6 separate regions of the Mus musculus genome follow, and regions 1, 2, 3, 5 and 6 are each linked to region 4. The links are chromatin contacts, called in public ChIA-PET, HiCAR-type, HiChIP or PLAC-seq and promoter capture Hi-C maps. All regions are on one chromosome and are shown on one strand. Each heading gives the region's core, a stretch centred on a gene start, on an enhancer-like site or on the middle of the called end of the contact. The rest is flanking DNA. Distances are from core to core; before and after follow the strand shown.

Evidence for each region. Promoter capture Hi-C pulls out the DNA fragments that hold promoters and counts their contacts. ChIA-PET counts read pairs in DNA pulled down with a chosen protein or histone mark. HiCAR-type assays count read pairs that join an accessible place to other places. HiChIP or PLAC-seq counts read pairs in DNA pulled down with a chosen protein or histone mark.
Region 1: a contact with region 4 is called in a promoter capture Hi-C map of liver, with 3 times the contacts expected there. The contact joins the promoter of Rnf168 here to the promoter of Lrch3 in region 4. A contact is called at or near these places in 11 of 39 promoter capture datasets (3T3-L1-derived adipocytes, the C10 cell line, cranial neural crest and 7 more) and 3 of 115 datasets of contacts at active chromatin or transcription factors (bone marrow-derived macrophages, memory CD8 T cells and pancreatic cancer cells).
Region 2: an RNA polymerase II ChIA-PET map of memory CD8 T cells shows a contact between it and region 4, with 18 read pairs. The contact joins the promoter of Nrros here to the promoter of Lrch3 in region 4. A contact is called at or near these places in 4 of 39 promoter capture datasets (cranial neural crest, frontonasal cranial neural crest, hippocampal neurons and 1 more) and 2 of 115 datasets of contacts at active chromatin or transcription factors (memory CD8 T cells and microglia).
Region 3: a contact with region 4 is called in an HNF4G HiChIP or PLAC-seq map of pancreatic cancer cells. The contact joins the enhancer-like site here to the promoter of Lrch3 in region 4. A contact is called at or near these places in 4 of 39 promoter capture datasets (the C10 cell line, cranial neural crest, frontonasal cranial neural crest and 1 more), 1 of 115 datasets of contacts at active chromatin or transcription factors (pancreatic cancer cells) and 1 of 9 other capture datasets (adipose tissue).
Region 5: a HiCAR-type map of astrocytes shows a contact between it and region 4, with 3 times the contacts expected there. The contact joins the promoter of Pak2 here to the promoter of Lrch3 in region 4. A contact is called at or near these places in 3 of 39 promoter capture datasets (the C10 cell line, cranial neural crest and frontonasal cranial neural crest), 1 of 484 Hi-C or Micro-C datasets (CD4 T cells) and 2 of 115 datasets of contacts at active chromatin or transcription factors (astrocytes and pancreatic cancer cells).
Region 6: a promoter capture Hi-C map of hippocampal neurons shows a contact between it and region 4, with 2.9 times the contacts expected there. The contact joins the promoter of Ubxn7 here to the promoter of Lrch3 in region 4. A contact is called at or near these places in 3 of 39 promoter capture datasets (hippocampal neurons, liver and pre-B cells), 1 of 115 datasets of contacts at active chromatin or transcription factors (memory CD8 T cells) and 1 of 9 other capture datasets (pancreatic islet).

The regions. Positions count from the first base shown.
Region 1 is chr16:32,274,724-32,278,753 of GRCm38.p6, reverse strand. It overlaps Rnf168 (ring finger protein 168), which reads right to left and starts at 1,293. Exons shown (of 6, transcript NM_027355.2): 1 at 339-1,293. The coding sequence starts at 645. Smco1 (single-pass membrane protein with coiled-coil domains 1) reads right to left here. Exons shown (of 3, transcript NM_183283.3): 3 at 3,973-4,030.
Region 2 is chr16:32,163,496-32,167,115 of GRCm38.p6, reverse strand. Nrros (negative regulator of reactive oxygen species) reads left to right here and starts at 1,522. Exons shown (of 3, transcript NM_001347181.1): 1 at 1,522-1,736.
Region 3 is chr16:32,057,956-32,061,647 of GRCm38.p6, reverse strand. The region is part of intron 1 of Pak2 (p21 (RAC1) activated kinase 2); the gene reads left to right. Among named protein-coding and RNA genes, the nearest start is that of Gm26419, 6.1 kb to the left of the region's middle. Within about 2 kb of position 1,362, at least 104 of the 459 cell types and tissues checked have an H3K27ac peak or open chromatin away from gene starts, as enhancers often do. A contact at or near this core is called in adipose tissue, liver and pancreatic cancer cells, where this site is marked.
Region 4 is chr16:32,912,224-32,915,799 of GRCm38.p6, reverse strand. Lrch3 (leucine-rich repeats and calponin homology (CH) domain containing 3) reads right to left here and starts at 1,700. Exons shown (of 21, transcript NM_001081255.1): 1 at 1,397-1,700. The coding sequence starts at 1,658.
Region 5 is chr16:32,077,320-32,080,974 of GRCm38.p6, reverse strand. It overlaps Pak2 (p21 (RAC1) activated kinase 2), which reads left to right and starts at 1,633. Exons shown (of 15, transcript NM_177326.3): 1 at 1,633-1,887.
Region 6 is chr16:32,330,572-32,334,230 of GRCm38.p6, reverse strand. It overlaps Ubxn7 (UBX domain protein 7), which reads right to left and starts at 1,979. Exons shown (of 11, transcript NM_177633.4): 1 at 1,871-1,979. The coding sequence starts at 1,943.

The DNA of each region.
Region 1 (4,030 bases), core at 44-2,543, 640 kb after region 4:
GATGTAACTCTGTCCTTGACTTTAACTGATGTGTGGGCAGGGCTTATAAAACCACAAATCCTCACGATTCAGACTATTTAGCCTTCTTTTTCTTTTTCTTTAAATTAGAAAATGATGGTTCGAGCCCTGCGATGGTGGCTCATACCTTTAATCCCAGAACTCAGGAAGCAGAGGTAGGTGGATCTCTGGGTTCGAGGCCAGCCTGATCTACATTGTGAGTTCCAGGACAGCCAGGGCAACACAGAGGAACCCTTTCTCGAAAAGCAAAAACAAAAATGGTTCCCTTTCAAAGGGATTTTGGGCCGTTTTACCCAATAAACATGCTTAATTTTACTTACTGATTTCCTTTGATTCTTGTCCAGAGATTCTAAGCTTGCATTCCTTTGCATAGTGTTTTTGAATAATCTCCCACAGGTCTGTATTGACCAGAGAATTTCTTCGGGTATGGTACCGAGTCCACGAAGAGACCCGGCGACGACAGAAGGGACAGCATAGATTGGCCTTTTCAACAGTGGACTGGAAGCATGGGTTACAGAGCGTGTGGTTGCAAGGTAGGGTTACAGGCTCTAGGAGGATTTCCATACAGATCCCGCACTGACATTCGGCTAAGGAAGGGATGGAGGTTTTAGGTGCAGCCATCTTCATATGCTAATGAGACCTACCCAACGTTAAAATCAGAAAGGGACTAAAGTCGTCTTTCGCCTAATCACGCCCAGAACGGAGAAAAGCAGCGAGCCGTTTGGTGTTTACTCTCACACACAGCAGCGGACTGAGATCCAGAAGGCCTGAGTTCCCACGGGCCCGAGACAAGCAGGAGCTGTGATGTCAGGTCAACAGTTATGCCCTGAGTCCAGCAAGGGAATGAAAGAACGTTCCTCCGGGAGTCGGCGGCCTCGGGGCGGAGAGTGGTTCTGTCTCCCCGCGCCACACAAGCGCTCATCCAGCTCCCCTTCTTACGCGGTGAGGACCCGCCTCTACGCGCGAGGCGGCCGGGCTTGCCAGAGCCGGAAGCCCGGGCACCGCCGCTCCCAGAGCACCCGGTACCGCCCGGAATCCGGGCTCGGGCCGCCGCGGGACTTCCGTCTCGCCGTTGCGGTGGAGGCAGCCCTCCAGTGCCCACGCTCCAGCTTCTGGAACACCTCGCGGTACCCCCCGGGTCCCGAGACCCAGCCGCTCGCACCCGCTGTCCTGCCAATCGGTCTACTGGCCGCGGCCGGAGCAGGTACCCGGGCTCCACGGACGTCACAATTCCCCGCCAAAACGGCACGTCTTCCCCCAAGGAACCGCTCAGTCGGGCGGGACTTCCGGGAGCTGCGTCTGCGTTCCCGCCTAGCCTGCTAGTAGCAACTCCTCCCGCTTTTGGTCGCTCGGCTACTGTAGGCTGCAGAATCTTGCTTACTCAAGTAACTCTCTAAACCAAGATCCGAACAGGAATTTTTGTAATTATTCTTTCAGTATTCTTTAGGCTACCCTTCTCCTAACAAAGCTTTCTAAAGTTCTTAGTGCTAAAAGAAGAAATTACAACAAATTTACCTTAAAGATTTTTCTTAGCATTTATTTGCAACACTAGCATTTTATAGAATGAGCAGCAGATATTGGCCTTATAGACAAGTGACGCTCAAGGAGAGCAGCAACAAAGAGTTACACCTGTGGTTTCAAAGAATCCTTGTAAAGGTTAAATAAGGTGGGGGTGATATCCTTATGGTACTGGCTAAAACAGCAATGTAGAGATTTGGCTGTTATTGCTTTCCCTCTTGTTTTGGGGGTGCTTGGCTTGGGCCCTCTACCCCAGACTTTAGCATGAGTAAATGCCTATTGGGTTTGGTATGTGGAGTCTGAAGAACTCAACAAGAGACCCATTTCTATAATCAATCCCAGCATTTGGGAAGTAGTCACAAAAGGATTATTATAAACTAGCCTTGGCTACATAACTGGTTCCAGGTCAACCTGGGCTATATGAGACCCTTCCTCAATTGGTCAGCTGGTTCCCAAAACATTGCAGGCAGAGGCAGGAGGGTCTCTGTGAGGTAGAGATCAGCCTGGTCTATACAGTGAGTTTAGTAAGAGACTCTGTTTCAAAAAGGAAGGAAGGAAGGAAGGAAGGACCTCTGAACTAGGCATGGACACGTGTGTCTTGTAATTGAGGCATTTAGGTAGCAAAGGCAGAGGCAGAAACAGGAGGACCTGGAGTTGGAGTCTGTGATGGTTTGCATATCCTTGGCCCAGGGAATGGGACTATTAGAAGGTGTGGCCCAGTTGGAGTAGGTGAGTCACTATGGGTGTGGGCTTTAAGACCCTCATCCTAGCTGCCTGGAAGCAGTATTCTGCTAGCAGCCTTCAGATGAAAATGTAGAACTCTCAGCTCCTCCTGCACCATGCCTGCCTGGATGTTGCCATGCTCTGGCACCTTGATAATGGATTGAACCTCTCAATTTGTAAGCCAGCCCTGATTAAATATTGTCATAAGAGTTGCCTTGTGGCCAGGCGTGGTGGCACACGCCTTTAATCCCAGCACTCGGGAGGCAGAGGCAGGTGGATTTCTGAGTTCAATCCCAGCCTGGTCTACAAAGTGAGATCCAGGACAGCCAGGGCTATACAGAGAAACCCTGTCTCAGAAAAACCAAACCAAAAAAAGAGAGAGAAAAAAAAGAAAGAGTTGCCTTGGTTATGGTTTCTGTTCCTCAGATCTGTGACAACTTGGCATTTATACTTCTTTCTGTGTCACAGTCCACTGAGGTCTTCAGCTTCCTTTCTAACGACTTAAGGCCCACAAGCTTGGCAGAAAGTAGCAAGACTGTCCTGGAGCTGTGGCTGAGACACTGACATAGGTGCTGGGAGTGGAACTCTGGTCCTCTGGAAGAACTATACATGCTCTCAGCCACTGAGTCATCTCTCCACCCCTATTATTTCATGCTTTCAATTGATTAATTGCCCTTCAAAAGGCATTCAAAATTCAAAATGTTCAAATTGAGCAAGCAGTCTGACTCTTCCTAGGGAAATATAAAGAAATGTCTGTTTCGCCTAGACAGGGCAAAGACAGACCAAAGAAGAGATTCCAACCAAGTCCAGCGTGGTGAACCAATGAGTTCATTGGTCTTACAGGAGCATGGGTGTGGGTTACTTACAGAGGCATGGATGACTTGAAGGCAAACCATCTAAAATCCCCACCTCCGTGTGGGGATGACCCCCAAAGCTGCACCACTGCATTCTGAACCCCAATCAACTGCCCACCTCCTGTACAGTCTAGCGTCCCACCTCCTGTACAGTCTAGCGTCCCACCTCCTGTACAGTCTAGCGTCCCACCTCCTGTACAGTCTAGCATCCCACCTCCTGTACAGTCTAGCGTCCCACCTCCTGTACAGTCTAGCGTCCCACCTCCTGTACAGTCTAGCGTCCCACCTCCTGTATAGTCTAGCGTCCCTGAAGATTAGGTGTGGCTGGAGCAAGAGTATGTACAGCCTAGGTCTGGGGTTGGAGACTCAGGGGAAAGTAGCATTTCCCTTTTCCATCAACGAGGAAATGGCAGTAGGACTGATCTCATGACCCTGTGCTGTGGCCAATCACAGCTTCTCTGATTCGAGACAATGATGTCATGTCCTGTCTAGAGAAGTTCTACTAGCCAGTGAAAACAATTTCTTTCCCTTTGACTCTTAGATTCTTAGTCCTCTACCCCCACCCCCCCCAAAAAAACCCCACATCACTTAAGTATCACTGCAGAAGTGGATATATCTAAACTTATACACAGTATCCTTTGAAGATATTATAGGTATGCTGGGCAGCCATGGCTATCCAGCACTTGGGAAACAGAGGCAGGCAAATATCCAGGTTTAAAGCCAGCTGAGGCTACAGACACAGAGAAACTATGTCGTGAACAAAAAATTGTGTGTGTGTGTGTGTGTGTGTGTGTATAAAATTGTTTTTGCCCCTTTTTGTATATAACATTATAAATAAAACACCAAATCTGAGTAATGATTCCATATAAATTTCTTTATTATGTATTTGGTGGTATCAGGGATTGAACTCAGGGCCT
Region 2 (3,620 bases), core at 273-2,772, 750 kb after region 4:
ACATACACCTGTAACCCCAGCATTTGGGAGGCTGAGACTGGAAGTTCATACCTGTAAAATAAAAATAAAATATAGCCGGGTGTGGTGGCACACACCTTTAACTCTCAGGAGTTAGAGGCAGGTGGATCTTTATGAATTTGAGGCCAGCCTCATCTATATACTGAATTCCCAAACAGCCAAGGCTATGTAGAAAGAGCCTGTCTCAAATAAATAAATAAATAAATAAATAAATAAATGTTTTAAATATGAATACAAGCCCTTTCTTGGAAAAGAAGCTTGGTGCTAGAGATAAGAGTTAGCCACACACTGGTAGACACAAAGGAAAAAGTTTGAGTCAGAAACCTTAGTGTGACACAATTTTCTCTACACTTGTTTTCTTCTTCAATGGTGCCATCATTGTTACCTTTACAAGTGAATAAATGTGTGTGTGTGTGTGTTTACATATATATGTAAAACAGTTAAAGTGGAAGAGGCCATGAATTTGGAAGAGAACAGGGTGGGATATATAGGAATGTTAGAGGGAGAAGGGGGAGGGAGAAATTATATTTTAATCTCAAAAAAAATTTAAAGGCTGTATAATTAATTTACATAGTTTTTTGAACGAACCCCCCCCCCCCAGCCCTCATCCCCGTTGCTTCCTGCTGCAGGGCATGGAGCCGCCCTTTGGTGTGGTTTGTATACTCAGTGAGACTCCCTTGAGAGATGATTTTTCCTTTGTGGATGGTTGGGGCTGGGAGCTCATGTCTTTTTCTCCATCTTAGAGCTGGGACTAGGTCAGGTCTGGATCCGTGCAGACGCTAGCTAGGCATGCTGCCACAGTTGACAGTGAACTTTCTACACAGCATTATCAAAACAACGCTGTTGAACACCCGTACTCAATAGAGCCAAGAAGTTTATGGTACTATCTGCAACGCGGGGTCAGTTAAAAACCAGTAGACAAAAACCTTTCTTTTTCTTCCATTTGTCCTTCTTGTTTATTTTGTGTGTGTGTGACAGGTCACACGAATCCCAGGGCAACCCCAAACCTGCTCTTTGGGCTGGGATGACCTTGTACTCTGATCCTCCTGCTTCAACCTCTCCAGGGTTGGGATCACAGGTGCGTGCTGCCATTGCCGACTTCCTTTTCCCTTTATTTATTTTCTTAATTTTTAAGAAGTACGGTGCCCAGAAAAGATGATTAGTTAAGGACTGACTGAGTAGATGAAAACAGACGACTGGATGGATGACCCTTCTAAATGGCGGACTCGTCCCCCTTTCCAATTAAACAAATTTGTGTTGCCCTTCACTGAATTCTGCCCCAAGCTGGCCCTTGGATAGAAGCCTGTAGAAGAGTTCCTGGAACAGCAGACCACAAGCCAGGACTCCTAGTTCCCATGTGCCATCAAAGCAGGAGCCACAAGAGCATGCTTAGCGACGACCTAACAGAGCTTGGCAGGCTGCACCTGTAGAGTGACAGCCCTGCTGGTGAGGGGCCATGTGCTACCTGCATCCTCGTCCAACCCCACCCCCACCCCACCCCCCGCGGTGGCAGTTCCTTCTAAGACGCGGGCTGAGTGCTGAGTCGCTGAGAGGCGAGCTCTCCATGTGACTTCAGTTTCCGTTGGTTCCTTCCGCAAGTGCTAAAATAATCTGATGCCCCAGAGCGAGTAGGCAGCGCAGCAGCGGCAAGTGCTGTCCAGGAGGCTGGGGCCCTGGAGACGATGCGCCCCGCGGAGCCGCCTGGGCCTGCGGGAGCAGTGAGTATTTCTTGCGTGGGTTCGTTGAGCATTGCCGGGCTACAAGAGGTGGGCGAGCTGGGACCGGGTTGGGTGGTGGGAGGTTAGGCATCAGCTCCCCCACCCCACGCACGCCGCGCTCAGGCTCATTGTGAAGTTGTGGTATCCAGTCTCTCCGCCTCTGGGCTGGATTTGGGGGGGGGGCTACACCTTTGGTGTAGGTGGAAGTCTCAGGAACTCTTACAGCTGAGAGAGGAGGTGTGTGATGTGGGAGAGGCACGTAGGGCTTTACAACCAGCTATGGTTTGATTCCTGGCTCTTTCAGGGAGAGTGTGAACAGGTTAGGGAACTTTTCGGAGCCTCCTTTTTTTTCCTCATCTACACAGTGGTCAGTGCTCCTTGCCTAGTCTGAGTGACCGGACGTCATGAGAGGACGCTGTGAACACTCAGCATACGGGTGTTTGCATCGACTCCTTTGCCCATCAACATAAATTGAGACCCACCATTACACAGGCAAAGACACGGAAATCCATCCACAGTCGCACTTACTTAACCGGGATCTTCCCAGGGTCAGCTGTGTGTGTACATCCAGAAGACAGCAAAAGCCCTTCTCCTAGAGCCTTTGTCCTGGGTAACTTGTGCTGGGGTATTATTTGGTCCACAGCTACCCAAGTGTCAGAGAGAGAGATTAGAGCCAGGCTCTCCTGACTCCTGCTCAGTGCTCTGCTGTGGTCCTCTCGGCCTCTGCAGGCACAGACACACATCCATGGACCTACCCACAGGCTCGCTCGCACTCAGGAGCTGGGCAGGGAAAAGCACTGCTCTCCCTGCAGTTGCTAGCTCACCATTGCGCTGCGGCGATGACCACGTGCCCCACTGTAACTAGGATCGGAGCAGACTAAGGAAGGCTTTCCAGTGTCTCTCTCTGCTACTGACCGTGAGGTACGGACAGTTTTCACGGTGTTTGAGGCCTGGGGACACCCCCTATGAGCTTTATATGTGAGCCCCAGAGTTCCTAGAGGGGGTTATAGACTCATGGGCCCAGAAAAACAAAAAACAAAACAAAACAAAAAACCTCAACACTTAGGTTAAAATCAAAACCAAACAGCCTCACAAGAGAAGGTGCCTTCATTTGACTGGTCCTTCGAGAGAACTCTGGACAATGGTACACACTCCACCAGGCTGTCCTGGAGCTCATTAGCTTCTAAGCCAATCTCCACTGGCCTGACTTGTGAAGCAGGAGGCAAACCCTTTCTCCTTAGTGATAGAACTGTCCGTGGATAGATTCTTGGGGAACTAGCTTCTGTACTGTGTCTAATATAAGCCAGTGACACAGAAGATTGTAACAGGGCCAGCCTCCTTCGTAGTCCCTATTGACTGGAGTCAGGATTGGGATCGGACCAAAATACCTAACAAAACCCAAAGAAACAAAACCTGGACTTCTTAAGGAGGCATGGTCTGGTCGAACAGTAAAATGTAGTCAACAATGCTGAACTGCAGGTCTGAAAATGGCTAAATGATAGAGTTTATGTGATAAAACAGATGAAGGGAGGGAGGGAGGGAGGGAGAGTGTGTGTTTCCCCCCCAAAAAAGCAACCAAGCAGTTGTTATCAGAAGCGGGGGAAATGAAGTTGCTAGACAGACTTTTCAGGACAAACAGAATCAGGGGCTGAGACCCAACGTTTTGTGTCTTCAGTGTGTGACTTTAGCCTCAGCAGAGGGCACAAAGGAGGAAGTAGAACTTTGCCCTGGTTCTCACCAGTGAGGTGGGTACAAAGAACAAGGCTGGGACCAGTGATGCGCTCAGCGTGGCCACAAAGTTCTGTGAGGTCCCCAGGGACTCCCCTCCTCAAGCCCCAGCCTCCACATTTACCACCCTCAGGCACTGTATGTGGGCTCACCTTG
Region 3 (3,692 bases), core at 113-2,612, 850 kb after region 4:
ACCAGCATCAAAAGTCCCAGTAATGCAAAGTTTTTGCTTTAGTAGTTCTGGTATCTTGTTAATCACAGCTGATTCTTCAGCCCCAGCTATGTTGGGAGCCTTTCTATCTATCCTCCCTCTGCAAATCTATAAAGTTAGTGTCTTCCCCACAGGAGTAGAGAGCTCAGAAGAGGAATAAAATACATCATATTAGGTAATGTAGTGGCAGTGTCCTAATTTGGTCAGTATGTTTAATATGCAATGCAGAAAGTTCCCATTGTAGTTATCATTGAATGTGTAAAGACAAGATGAAAGTTAGCAGTCACTACTCAGTTCTGGTCGTCTGGCAGCTCACAACAGTCTGTCTGTAACTCCAGATCCAGGCAATCTAACCCCCCACAACCCCACCCCCGCCGACTTCCACCAGCACTAGGCATGCATGGGGTGCACACACACACACACACACACACACACACACACACGTATACATATATATGCAGGCAAATATTTGTACACAGAAAATAAACCTTAAAAAGTAGCATGGTCAAGCATACCTGTAATCCTGGCACTTGGAAGATGAAGGCAGAAAGACAGAAGTTTGGGACTAGTGAGATGGCTCAGTGGGTAAGAGCACTGACTGCTCTTCCAAAGGTCCTGAGTTCAAATCCCAGCAACCACATGGTGGCTCATAACCACCCATAATGAAATCTGACACCCTCTTCTGGTGTGTCAGAAGACAGCCACAGTGTACTTATGTATAATAAGTAAATCTTTGGGCCGGAGTGAGCAGGGACTGGGCGAGTGGAGTTGACCGGAGCGAGCACGATTGACTGGAATGAGCAGATGTCCTAAATATTCAATTCCCAAAGTAGGTAGGCTCCTAATGTAGTAGGTTGAGAATTAGTGGTCTGTAATAAATGGCCCACTCACTCTATCTATTTTCAGTTTGTTTTTGGATTCACTAAAATCTTGTTTTATTTACTAGCATTTGTTTGTATACTAAATTTTTAAAACTTTTGCTTTTACATTTATTTGATTTGTATATGTATGTGTGTGGAGGTCAGAGGAAAATTTGTACATGGTGTAGCATTCCTTCCACCATGTAGTTTCTGGAGATGGAAAGAACCAGGTTGTCAGGCTTGGCAGAAAGTATCTTTGCCCATAGAGCCATCTCCCTGGCCCCATGACATAAATCTTTTGATCAGTCCCATGAACTTGTGTTTGTCTGAGTTCCTTACAAGTCTTCTCTGCGTTCCTACACCTCTCTGCATCAAGTCTTTGCTTTGGAGCTTTGCCATCTTGGCCTGATGTTCTGACTGGCATACTCTGGTGAACACTTCCTTTCCAGTGTGGGAGCCTCTGACTCAGTGTATGGCCGCACCTGCAGGTAGTCGGGGCTCGTTCTCATCTGTACTTAAGCTCACAGAGGTTCGTAAGGTTTGGGATGCCATGGTGTCAGTGTAGAAAGAGATTGTTAGAGTTCTGGTCAGTGTTGTTATATTAGTAAGTTCCTGAAAACATAAAGTAAAATTTTGCATCATGAACCATGTTTTCTGGTAATGTGTTTTTCACTTCTGTGTCATAGCTGATCCCAGTAGATAATATAAATTCATTTCCACTAGTTAGACTGACTGAGTCCAGACACCACTTCCTTATTTCTGTCGTGTATTTAGCTACTTCTGGTCTTCTTCAGAACACAATTGAGGAATTGTGTTGAGGCTCATCACAGTTAAACAATGGGCCTCTTAGAGAGTACAGTGTGTTTTGGCACACTTTTTGTTTTGCCTACTTGTTTGTTACTGAAAAGTATCAAAAAGTGAAAGGATTGGAGAGAGGCACTACTTACTTTTTTTTTTTTCATACAGCATTTTTGAGTAGTGGTAAAACAATATAGGCTATATTATCATTTTATTATGAAGTGTGTTTGACTTGGTTTGGGGACAGGATTTCATGTATCTTAGGCTGTGTTCAATTATTTTTTTTCTTAAAGATTTATTTATTTATTTATTCATTCATTCATTTTTATGAATATGAGTATACTGTACTATATATACAGTATGTATACAGACAGTATGCTGTCTTCAGACACACCAGAAGAAGCCATCAGATCCCTCTTCACAGATGGCTGTGAGCCACTGTGTGGTTGCTGGGACTTTTTGAAGAGCAATTGGTGCTCTTAACTGTTGAGCCAGCTCTCCAGCCCTGTGTTCAACTCTTCATGCATCCAAGAATGACTTTGAAGTTCTTGCCTCCAACCTCTCTGTGGTAGGATGCATGCGCCCCTTGTCTGGTTTTGTACAGTGCTAGGGACTGACTACCACTAAGCAGGCACTCTTTACCAACTAAGCCTCATCTCCAGTCCTGTGAGTTGTTTTTGTGTCTATTGTACCTGTCTAAAATATAAGGTTAAAGAATTTTATTGGGACCTTACCAGGCACTTTTTAGGCACTTAACACTGTCTGTAGGAGCAGTGCACAAAAAGCTGCGTTGTGGGAAAGAGACTAAGGCCATAAGTCAGCAGTGAGGGGCAAGTACAAGCTTTTCAAAGGTAACCCTGTTAGTGTGACCTGCTTTATCTGTGTCTAGTGAACGGCTGGGTGAGAAAAGGACTGCTACATTCAGGAGGGATAGGCTTCACTGGGGAGCAGAGCATGGTCAACATGAGTCAGTCGGCAGTCCTGTCTAAGGTATGCACAGTCCTTGCCCTTTGGGCTGAGTGAACTTGGGGGAGAAAAGTGACGTAAGTTATTGACTAATTGTCACAGTTATAATTCAGTTCCGGAAGTCATCCAGCACACTGGATTAGTATAGAGAAAAGCATGAGGAATGTTGGTTTTCTAACATATAATTTAATATCAGAATTTATGTAAGGTAGGGATCTTCTACTGCTATACTCCACGGTTTTTATAAGGCTTGGGGTCTGGTACTAGGATTAGATCTGTGTCATGTTTTAGGTAAGTCTCTTACTTCTTGATACTCGCCTGTGAAATGTGGCAGGTAATGTGTGTCAAAGTAATGCCCCAGAGCAAGTAGCGAGTGTGAAGGAAAGAAGAGCTGCGGGACTCAGAGGGAAGTAAGAATGTTCTCATCTCTCGGTTCTCAGGTTATAGCTGCTTTTCTCCAAGTCCTAGAATTTGAGCTAACTTGAAGAAATAAAGTTTATTTTAAATTTTGTGTGGATTTAGTTGGCCTCATTTTTATTGTAGATAAAAGTTTTCTCACAAAAGATCAAGATTCAATTACCATTCAATACCTTGTTTACTGAGGAGTTGTTTGATTTTCTAACATACGTACTTTTACATCAGAATTTATGTAAAGTAGGGATCTTCTACCACTGTCCTCCACAGTTTTTATAAGATGGATGAGAGCTCAGATGGTCAGGGTAGCTGTCTCCAAGCCTCATGACCTGAGTCTGATCCTCAGGACCCACACAGAAAGGAGCAAATTCACTGTTTCAAGTTGTTTGCTGACCTAACATACTCCTTCATGTGCATCCTGAATGGATGGATGGATGGATAGATGGATGGATGGATGGATGGATGATTTAAAAGCAAAAATAGGTCTGGAGAGATGGTTTGGTGGGTAAAACACGCCAAGCTAGTGTCAGGGCCTTAGTTTGGATCCCCAAAACCCATGTAAAGCCAGATATAGTAGTACATATTCCTGGTGTTCCTATAACAAGAAGAGAGAGATGGAAACAGGAGAATTCCTCA
Region 4 (3,576 bases), core at 451-2,950:
TGATGTCACCAATACACATAAAAAATTCAAGTAACTCTTCATGTTTACCTTAGCAAGTCTGACTTCAGTGCCAAGTGAAAAAAATTCAGATCATATTGAAAATAAAGGCTACCACTAATAAGCTTTAGTAAGCAGAGGAAAAGTTTCTTTGGAAATAATAGTTTCTAGGGATAATTTAATGTCTTTGTTTTATTTTTTAAAAAATAATATTTAGTGCAGTGGTGTGTGTGTGTGTGTGTGTATGTGTGCGCATGTGCGCGTGTGTGCGCAATGTAAGGCAGAAGACAAGTTGCAAGAGTCAGTTCTCTCCTTCCAGTATGTAGGTTCTTCGGATCAAACTTGGGTTGTCTGTCGGGTCTGGCAGCAGCATGTGCCTTTTTACCCACTGAGCAATCTTACCAGCTCTATTTATTTTTTCAACATTAGTGAAATATGTAATAATTACCAATCTTTGATGACTACACAAGCCTAAGAAAAAGTATTAACTCTCACATTTTAAAATCAAGCAGAATGAGGATGAAACAATGTATATGACATAAACACAAAACATTTAAACTACTTCTGAGGGGACCCCTCCCCTTATGTAAAACAAAAGGACTCAATTCTTAATCTACTCCCGGAGGAAGCTATATTTAAAACACAAGAGGAACACATTATATAGTATGTTGAATACCTCAGTTACCATACATTGTTTCCCACAACTAAGGAAACCAAATAATACTTAATCCCCATTCTCTTTCCTGTCTTAAACAATATAAGGCGCAGAAATGTTTTTAAAGGGAAAAGCAAATATAGATGTGGTAGACAATATCCTACTTCTTTTCATGTTTTCTTAGGCGGCGGTAAGAATGGAAGACGAAAGTCCTGAGCACCTAAAGATGGCCTATTTTTACAAGTACTTTTCGGTAAATCAGACGGAGGCGGAGAAATAAGCTGTTCCCAGTGTTAGAGTCCACATTACACACACATACTCGCACACACTAGGGAAAACGCCAGAGCGGACCTGGATCCTTTGACAATGCAGCACCCAGCGTCACCCATACTACGATGGAAGAACGTGCTTGCCACGCTCCAACTCTTAGCAAAGTCAATTCGGCATCCCAAATGCAAAGTGGTCTGCAGACACCGGGGCGAGGCAAAAAGTCTACGGGGCGGGCACTGATGCCGAGATTTCTGAGAGCGATTCAAGAAAGATCACCCGTCAACTGCCTCTCGCCGGCAGCGGAGATGCTGCTGCGCGCTGCCGCACCCCAGGCTCCGGGTCTGGCCAGGCCGGGAGGGTGCGCGGTACCGCCAGCGGTCCCCGTTACCCGGGGAGCCTCGGGCCGGTCGCCACACACCCCCTGCCCCCCACTCCACGGGTCCCGGGTAGCAGGGATGCCCGCGCCCCGCTCACCGGCCCGGGTGGTGTCCGTCAGGTCATGGTTGGCCGCTCCCCGGGGAAACTCCCTCAGTTTCCGGCCGCTCAGGCTCAGCACCCCGGTGACCGCCGCCTCTTCCAGGGCTCGGTCGACCGAGCGGCTCCAAGAGCCCGGGCCAGGACCAGGGCCCAACCCAGGGCTCGGCCCACAGGTCGCACCGGAGAGGTTTCCCCCGGACGCCACAGGGCCAGAGTACTCCGCAGCCGCTACCACAGCCACCAAGCCCGCGGCCGCCATTTCCCAGCCGACAACTCTCCGGCCCGGCTCTGCGCATGCGCCACGCGATCCGCTGGGTGGGCGGGGAAAGGGGCTCGCGGACCGGGGACAGCTCTCCCGGACGCGCTGGGCGCAACAAGCCGCCTGCCCCGCCCACAAGCAGGTTTTCCAGGGAAACCGAACCGACTTCGCAGAGCTGGAGCAGCCCGGTACCCTGGGCTCCCTAAAAGGCCACTACAAAAACCAAAACCCGTCCTTAACAGCGCTCCAACTCTCAGTGGTGGATTACATTAAACGGCAAAGATTCCTTAGCCCTGTTGCTGCCAGAAACTTGGGCACTTAGAGGGGACTCCCTGAGATAAGCCCAAAATTGTCTCTCAGCTTGTCACCATACCGCCAGATGATCTGAACTGGAATTTGTGGATATACTATTAGTTCTTGAACGGGAAAACAAACATACCGTGTGAGCAGATTCGGCTACAAAGTCCCTAATTCTTGTTGAAATTGTTATGTATTTTAGATTTGTTGTTGTTGTTTTGTTTGTTTGTTTTTTGTTTTTCGAGACAGGGTTTCTCTGTATAGCTCTGGCTGTCCTGGAACTCACTTTGTAGACCAGGCTGGCTTCGAACTCTTTTTATGAAAGAGCTCTTAATGAAACCAAACGTCTTAAATACTGTGGCTGTTTGCGCAGATTTTATCACTAGCTAGAGCAGAACGAATAATATTTACATCTAACATTGAAATCTGGCTATGTAATAAATGTTGGGATTAAATTTAGAACCGAAAGACCAAAACCGGAAACCATTCAAGTAATGAAAACTACCACTCACATTTAAATAAAACCCCACCCTCCCAGTCCTGCAGTCTCTTATTTTTCCAAATCTGTTTTAAATTCAAGCCATTCCTAATATGTGATGCAAATATCACTCACCAAATTTACTTTGCTGTACAGAATTCGAGGGCCTGTCAGATAAAGTCTCTTTTCTAAAGAATTAGCTAATTTTATTTTGGAACCCAAGGAGGCCAGTTACAATAAGAAAACAGCAATTGGGCTGAGTAGAGTGCACGGCAAAGCAGTCCCTCTAGAGCAAGAACGAGTGAGGTGGGTCGGGCAGTGGTGGCACACGCCTTTAATTCCAGCACATGGGAGGCAGAGGCAGGTGGATTTCTGAGTTCGAGGACAGCCTGGTCTACAGAGTGAGTTCCAGGACAGCCAGGGCTACACAGAGAAACCCTGTCTTGAAAACAAAACCCCACCCCACCCCCAAAAAAAAGAACGAGTGAGGTTTTTGAATAAAACCTGAAGTTACAAAATAGGATGACAGAGAGCAAAATTCCAAGTATGATTTTGATGCATGTGAGCACATTAAGACACAGATGAGAAAAATCTATCACAGAGCACAAAAGAAAATATGAGGTGTGAGAAGCTGCTCATCACTCAAAGCCCAACTTCAGGGAAGCCCCCAAAAAGCACTTTCCTGAGTTCAAGAAATTGTAAAAATGTTTCAGTAATAAAGTTGATTAGTAACAGTTGCTCCAAGACCTGCTCTATCAGCCCTTTTGTCTTGTTTTGTTTGAGATAAGAGTCCCAATGTTGCCCAAGCTGACTTTGACCTTCCAACCCCTGAGAACACAAAACAAGTAATAGTTGATGCCATGTCTGGCTCTCAGCAATTTGACATTCTAGTTTCTTTTGCAACAAGTCCCACAATAAATTATTAATGTCTACTAATGAGCCCCTTCATGGTAATGGGTAGTCTTTGTCAAGTAATGTATACCCAATATATGTATTTTCTGATCTTTCTGAACATTTCTAATTCTTTGAAAGATACTAAGCTAGCCAGGAGCATGTTGTAATCCTAGTACTTGAGAGGTTGAGGCAGGATGATACAGGCCAGCCTAGATACAAAGGGATACCTGTCTTTAAAAAAAAAAAAAA
Region 5 (3,655 bases), core at 384-2,883, 830 kb after region 4:
TCATAGGGAAATAGAGGTAAGCAGCCAACATCCATGTAAAGTGACATACAGCCCTATGTTACTCAAACATACATCCTATGTTACTAGCAGGTGGCTGAATGTAGATTTGATAGGCTGCAAAGAATAGGGTGTCATGTAGTTCATCTGACCTCCGACTCTCTATGTAACCATTCTTGTCCCCTATCCGTCCTCTACCTCTCAGTACTCAAATTCCTCATCTTACCTCAGCCACCTGAGTGCTGGAATTACAGGTTTGCTTCATCATATCTTGTACTACAGTACTTTTTTTTTCTTTTCGAGACAGGGTTTCTCTCTATATAGTCCTGGCGGTCCTGAAACTCACTTTGTAGACCAGGCTGGCCTCGAACTCAGAAATTCGCCTGCCTCTGCCTCCCAAGTGCTAGGATTAAAGGAGTATGCCACCTCGCCCAACTACTACAGTACTTTCTAATATACCCATCTTACACCAAGGTGCAGCTACATAAGTCTTGTGGTTTTGGTTGTGAGCCTAGCCTTCATCTCTCACTGACCGTGGCAATCCTCTTCCTACTTGTAATCCTTTCCCCTCAGTTCTTCCGAGTTCCTTTTTCTGTTTTAACTGCCACCTTCTCTGTCCACTCTGTCCACGGTAATCCCTCAGCTTTTTCCCCACCTTGTAACAGGTATCAGTGTTTTGGTTTTTATGTTTTCATACGTTTTTTTGGTTGTTTTTTTTCTGAGACAGGGTTTCTCTGTATAGCCCTGGCTTTCCTGGAACTCACTCTGTAGACCAGTCTGGCCTCGAACTCAGAAATCTGCCTGCCTCTGCCTCCCGAGTTCTGGGATTAAAGGCGTGCGCCACCACCGTTTTCATGTTTTTAACCTTTACAAAGACTAGGTGAAGCATGTTCATTTCTGGTACCTAAATGGTCTTTTGTAGATATTAGATATTGACATAGTTGTGGAATAAGAATACATGAATTAACTCCTCCATTGATAAAATACAGAAAAATAAAAAAATCTTTGTTTTGCAAAGAGGGAGGACCTAATTTAGCAGCATAATCTGATTCAACTTAATCTGGTTAAATTTGTAGGAAAAAAAAAAGCGGTGGCGTCGCATTCCTTTAATCGAGGCCAGCCTGGTCTTCAAAGTGAGTTCCAGGACAGCCAGGGCTATACAGAGAAACCCTGCCTCCAAAAAACCAAACCAAACCAAACCAAACCAAAAAACAAAGTGAGCTGGGCAGTACCTCTTCAGGAGGCAGAAGCAGGAGGATCTCTAGTTCAAAGTCAGCCTGGACTACAGAGTGAGTTCCAGGACAGCCAGGACTCGAAAAGCCATCCCTCCCCACAAAACACCAATTGGTGAATGGATACATTCTCAGAAACAAAGACCCTCTACACACAAATATGTTTGGATCAGCTGTTCTCCGTCAGCTTTGTCAGTAGGTAAACCGTAACTGCAGACAATGCAGAATGCTGATAAATGAGGGACAGGTTTTCTCTGTAACGCCCACTGTCCTGAGTCTCCCTAACAGATGACTAGACTACGGTTCCCAGCCGCCCTGTGAAAGCCCGCCCCTCGGGTCATGACGCCACTTTCAGGGCGGGGCTGTCTTACGGCCCCGCCCCGCGCCCCCGCCGCCGCCCTCCCCCAGGGTTGTGGCCACGCGCAGCGGCAGCGGTTGTTCCGCTTCCCCTCCGGCCCGGGCCGTCGCCATTGCCGAAGGCTCCTGCCCTCCCCTCCCTGGCCCAAGGGGTTCTGCGCCTCACGGCCTCGGTAGCGACGGCCGCGCCCCGCGCCGCTCCCCTCCGCCCTGCCCTCCTCCCTCTCAGCGCCCCAGCGCAGTGCTCGCCCGCGTCGGCCAAGCAGCCCGCCCTGGGTCGGGCGGAGACCTTTCCTCTCTGGTAAGTGCGGTTGCCGCTCGCCCGGGCCGGGCCGGGCCGGGCCGAGCCGCCGCCCTCCTCCCGCCTCCGCGGCCTGGGCCCAGCGGCCCGGGACGCCAGCACCTGCGGGCGGGCCCGCGGCTCCGGGCGGTGGCTCATTGTCTGCGCCCTGGCTCTAAGCTTCGGCCGAGAGGAAGCTTGCTGGGCTGTGGGGACCCTGGCCACTCCGGCCGTCCTTGCCCTTCTCTCCCGCCGGCGCTGCACCGGACGACTCGGGTTTGTTCCTGGATGTTCCCTCCTTTACCAGCTGCGTTCTCTGCAGTCTCGTCGCTCGGGAATCCTGTCGCGAGCTCCTTAAGTTCAGTGTGTAAACTCTTCCTCCTCCTCCACATTAGGAAAAAGTTTTTGCCGGGCTCTGGGAGCCTGCGTTTAAGAACAGAAGTTAAGGATCTTACGGTTTTTGCTTGATCTTTAGCCAGGAGGTGAATATTTGCTTCTTAAGGTTAACTTGGGCTGAGGTTGGCTTTTCACCATGTTTGGCTGTCTGAAACACGCGCGCCCTCACAAGAAAAAAAAAAAGTTGCTGCAAATAACTTAATGGACTCAGCCTTTTGATTAGTTCTAGATCAAGTCGTCCAAGACAGAAGTGTGTTAAATAATTGCCATTGTGGCTTGATGGGAAGGAGGCTCTCTCCATCCCCTGTCTTAATAGAACTAGGTAGAGTGGAAGTGAGATTTGTTTCCTCTTTGACAAATCACCAACTCCCATCGATAGCCGCCAGGTTCTTCTTTACAAGTGACCTGTAGATTTTCCAGCTTTTCGTTTCTAACCTTTTAAAAAAAGACAACCAAACCGGTTAGGCCCAAAATTAGACAACGACGAGCTGAGCTGTGTTTTGGGTGAAGGTTGTGCACGTCACGTTTTTCCCCTGCTGTATTCGACTCTTCCGCTCTTATAAAGTAGGCAGGATATTGAAATAAATACACAAGAATTTGCTCTGGGGATTTTTTTTTTTTTTTTTTTGGTAGAGCTATCCAAAAGAATAGTATGAATAAAATTAGGTTGGGATGAAGGCAGTGAGTAGTAATTTTTAAAACAGGTTAGGGCACGTCAACTTTGCCAGAAGCTCTGTGGCATTTGTAGAACATTCTTGCTTGTCTCTACCCCAGTTCTTCAGTTGGGGTGTGTGTGTGTGTGTGTGAAGGAAGCCTTTTTCGTATACTTTTATACCCATCCTCTGCCTTTCCTAGACAGGGCCTCATTCCAGCTCAGGCTGTTGTGACACTCTTCCTGTCTCAGCCTTGTGTGCTGGGATTACACGTGTTAGCCAACATATTTGGTAGCCTCTCTTTTTAGGTCTTTCTAGAGATTAATTAGCCAGGAACACTATTGTACATTTACATCAGGGAAACTGAATTTTATATTGTTGCTTAGATAGATAGAAAATGTAACTTTTGGGTTTTGGTAAAAGAGGTTGCCCAAAATTAAAAATGTTTTCTTCTTGTTTTCACTAGTACATTATTACCTTTCCCTCTGCCAGGCTATGGGGGAAATGGATTAGTATCAAGTACTGCCATCCTTTGGTACTGTGGGTTGTTCTTAGGTTAGTGAGTTGTCTTGACACTAGGGAGGAATGTCAGGGAATGAAAAAGTACCTTGAAGTTAGTTTCTGCTGTTTCTTTCTCCTTTTTAACCCCTTGTACCGGATTGAACCGCAGACCTCCCTGTGATGCTAGGCAAGTGTTCTTTGCAGCACTGAGTTACAAGCCCAGCCCTCTCTTCTCTGTG
Region 6 (3,659 bases), core at 730-3,229, 580 kb after region 4:
GCAGGCAGATTTCTGAGTTTGAGGCCAGCCTGGATTTCAAAGTGAGTTCCAGGACAGCCAGGGCTATACAGAGAAACCCTGTCTCAAAAAAACCAAAAAAGAAAAAAGAAAAGAAAAGAAAAAAAAAAAAAAGAAGAAGAAGAAGAAATAATGTGAGATTAAAACAATTGAGTTTCCAATTCACAGATGAAAATAAAGTAATAGTAACTTGCCCAAAAATCCTAAGGTTAAATAGTAAGACCTTAAACTATATTTATAAAATCCAAAGAAAGATTAATATTTCTCTGTGTGACTCACTAGATTTTTTTTTTTTTTTTAGGCAAGCAATGTAGCAGTATTAACTTGTATACACAGAAATCTAGTTTCTTTCCATAATGTTGGTTTGGTAAGGCACTGGGAAATCCACATGTTATTATAAATAAAATAACCCCACCACAAAGCTTAACAACATTTCAGTTATCTTACTTTTCACCTCAATTTTATTACAAATCTTGTTTTACCAGCTTTGACATATTTCATGTGACAAGACAGAAAACAACGCATCAGCCACTTAATTATCGTTGCCGAACAAAAAATAAAACTAGCTTCAATTATAAAACTGCAAATAGCATGTATTGGTTAAAATAAAGATCTTACACGTCAGACTCAAGAACACAAACTAGAAAAAAAGAACACAAACTAGAAATATTCTCCGCATCAAACAAATTATTATCAAAGAAAGGATAGTCCTGTTGAGAGGGGGAACTAACTTTCTGACCTCTTTTCAAAATGACAAACTAGAACAGCAAAATCACACTCAGGCACATGGAGTACTGTTCTCTCAAATCACTCCACAGAGAACTTCATCATTTGCTCCGCCCTCTAATAACTCATGCAAAAAAAGTTCAGCACCATCGGAGAGAAACAAGACATAGCGCATTCACAGAATGGCTTAAAGTCTTTCCTCCCGGCGGGTAAGAGAACCTGCGTTTGCCCTTCGTCGGGGTCCGAAGGGAAAGAGAAACCTAGGCCTAAGGTTTCACGGATACTGACACCTAGAAACAGATTTCTCTGCAAGAAGTTTCTGCCGCCATCCCCATTTTATCAGCAAAGACTCGGGCGCCATCGTCTCGATGTTTGGTTTTATTATGAGGAGGTGGGAAAGGCCACCCAGGATTACTTTAGGCCTCACACACACACTAAGCTCAGGGTTCCCCCCCCCCCTATTCCTATGTGAAACCCTCGGTCCCTAAGGTGCCCCTCCGCACCCCTTGTTCCCGGCGGCAAGTCCCCCGGGATGTGTGAAGGCGCAGCAGAACCCACCCGCCTCACCGTTAAAGCGAGACGGCCCTCACACGGCAGGGCCACCGCCAAGGCTCCGGGGGGGCCCAGCGAGGGGAAGGGTAGGCCGGGGCCGAGGGACAGGGACGATGACCTGGCCGGGAAGAGAGGATGGCATGGGGGGAACGGACTGCACCGCCTGGTCCGCGGGCAGCACGATACCGAGAGGAGGTGATGAGGGAGGAAGAGGGCGGTGGCCCGGGTGCGGCCCCCTACTCCTCCGGCCCGCAGGTCCCGGGCCCCTGGCACCGCGGGCTCGGCCCATCCCCTGTACTGGACCGGCTGGGGGCGTGGGGGGCCTGTCTGGGAATAAGGGGAGACCGAATCCAGGGACTGAGGGGCACGCGCGGGGTGGGGGCGGGGGAAACCTGCCTCCCGCCTGAACCGCAGACCCCGGCCGCCGCCGCCGTCGTCGCCTGTGCCTCAGGAGAGGGCAGGAGCTGAGGGGAGAGCCCGAGTGAGGAATGCACCAAGGTGAGGCGAAGCCCGGGACAGCCCCGACAGCCTCCCCGTAGCCGACTCTTCACCTTCCCGTAACCGCGTCTCTTACCGGTGATGGCGGTGAACTGCTGGATTAACCCCTTCAGCGCCGACGACGCCGCGGAGCCCCCGTGGGCAGCCATCTTACCGCCGCCGCCGCCGCCGCGGAACAACAACACAGACACACACGGGGCTCCCTCCCCCACTCCGCGGCGTGCTGTGCGCAGGCGCACTGGCAGGCCCGAAGCTCCGCCCTCTCCCTGTCTGTGCGCGTTTTGCGCAGGCGTACTCTCCGCGAGCCGCCGCTTTGGTTTGAAGCCTGTGCTGCTGGCTGGTAGCTATTCTTTGAAACATTTGGTGCCTTCTCTGAATTCCGGAGATATCCTCCTAAGTACCGCATTGAATCCCAACATCCCAAAGAATCTTCAGACCTGAAATACCAAACTCTTGATGAAACGCTCAGGGTTTCACATAAAGTAGGTATTTTGTTTGGTTTTATGTGACGTTTCTTAAATTCTAAAGTGTAAGTTAATAGCTTAGTAAAAAATGAACCAGTCTATAGTAGACTTTAGTAAATGATTGTTCGCTCTGTTTTTCTTCAACAAATGTCTCAGTATATCTCCCCCCAGGCTCATTCTTACTTTCTAAAGATATTAAATCGGGAGGTTTTTTGGGGGGGGAGTTGTTTTTTATCCTTAAACAAAGATATATGCAGATACAGTAAATAAAATAAAGAGAACACTGGAAAGTGGTCCTGAAAACACCGATAATAGTTACAACTAAAAAAGAACTTGATGAGCCGGGCAGTGGTGGCACATTCCTTTAATCCCAGCACTTGGGAGACTGAGGCAGGCGGATTTCTGAGTTTGAGGCCAGCTTGGTCTACAGAATGACAAGGACAGCCAGGGCTACACAGAAAAACTCTGTCTCGAAAAAAAAACATGATGAAAGGGGCATTAGGAGGGCTGATGAGATGACTCGGCAGTTGAGAGCACTGACTGCTCTTCCCAAGGTCCTCAGTTCAAATCCCAGCAACTACATGGTGGCTCACAACCATCCGTAATGAGGTCTGATGCCCTTTTCTAGAATGTCTGAAGACAGCTACAGTGTACTTACATTTAAATAAATAAATCTTTAAAAAAACAAAAGAAAGAAAAAAGAAAGGGGCATTTAGCTTAGTTTTCATACTTTATTTTTAAATAAGGTAATAGTGTGTAACTTGCACAATTCTAAATACTTATTGCATTGCTGGTGTGTCAACTTGACACAAGCTAGAGTCGTGAGAGAAAAAGGAGCCTCAGGGGAGGAAAAGCCTCCATGAGATCCAGCTGTATTTTCTCAGTGAGTGACCAGTGAAAGTGGGCCCGCCTATGGGCGGTGCCATGCCTGGACTGGTGGTCCCTGCTTTTATAAGCAAGCAGGCTAGCACACCATGGGAAGCAAACCAGTTAACAGCACCCCTCCATGGCCTCTACCTCAGCTCCTGCCTCCAGGTTCCTGCCCTGTTTTTTCAGTGGTTAACAGCAATGTAGAAGTATAAGCCAAATAAACCCTTTCCTCCCCAACTTGCTTTATGGCCAAGGTGTTTCATGACAACAATAGAAATCCTGACCAATTTCAGTTATTTAGGATAGTTTTTATTTATACTTTGATGGTTTCATATATGTTTATCGGGTATCTTGATCATATCCACCTCTACCTCCTTACTCATTTTCCCCTGGACATTCTTACACATCCCTCCCACTTTCACGTGCCCCCACCCCCACATCAACTCCATTGAGCCTAATCCATGAATGCTACCTCCTGGATGGCTGCCTCTTACCAGCTTGATCTTGGGTGGGTAACCGTAACTGCAGTGA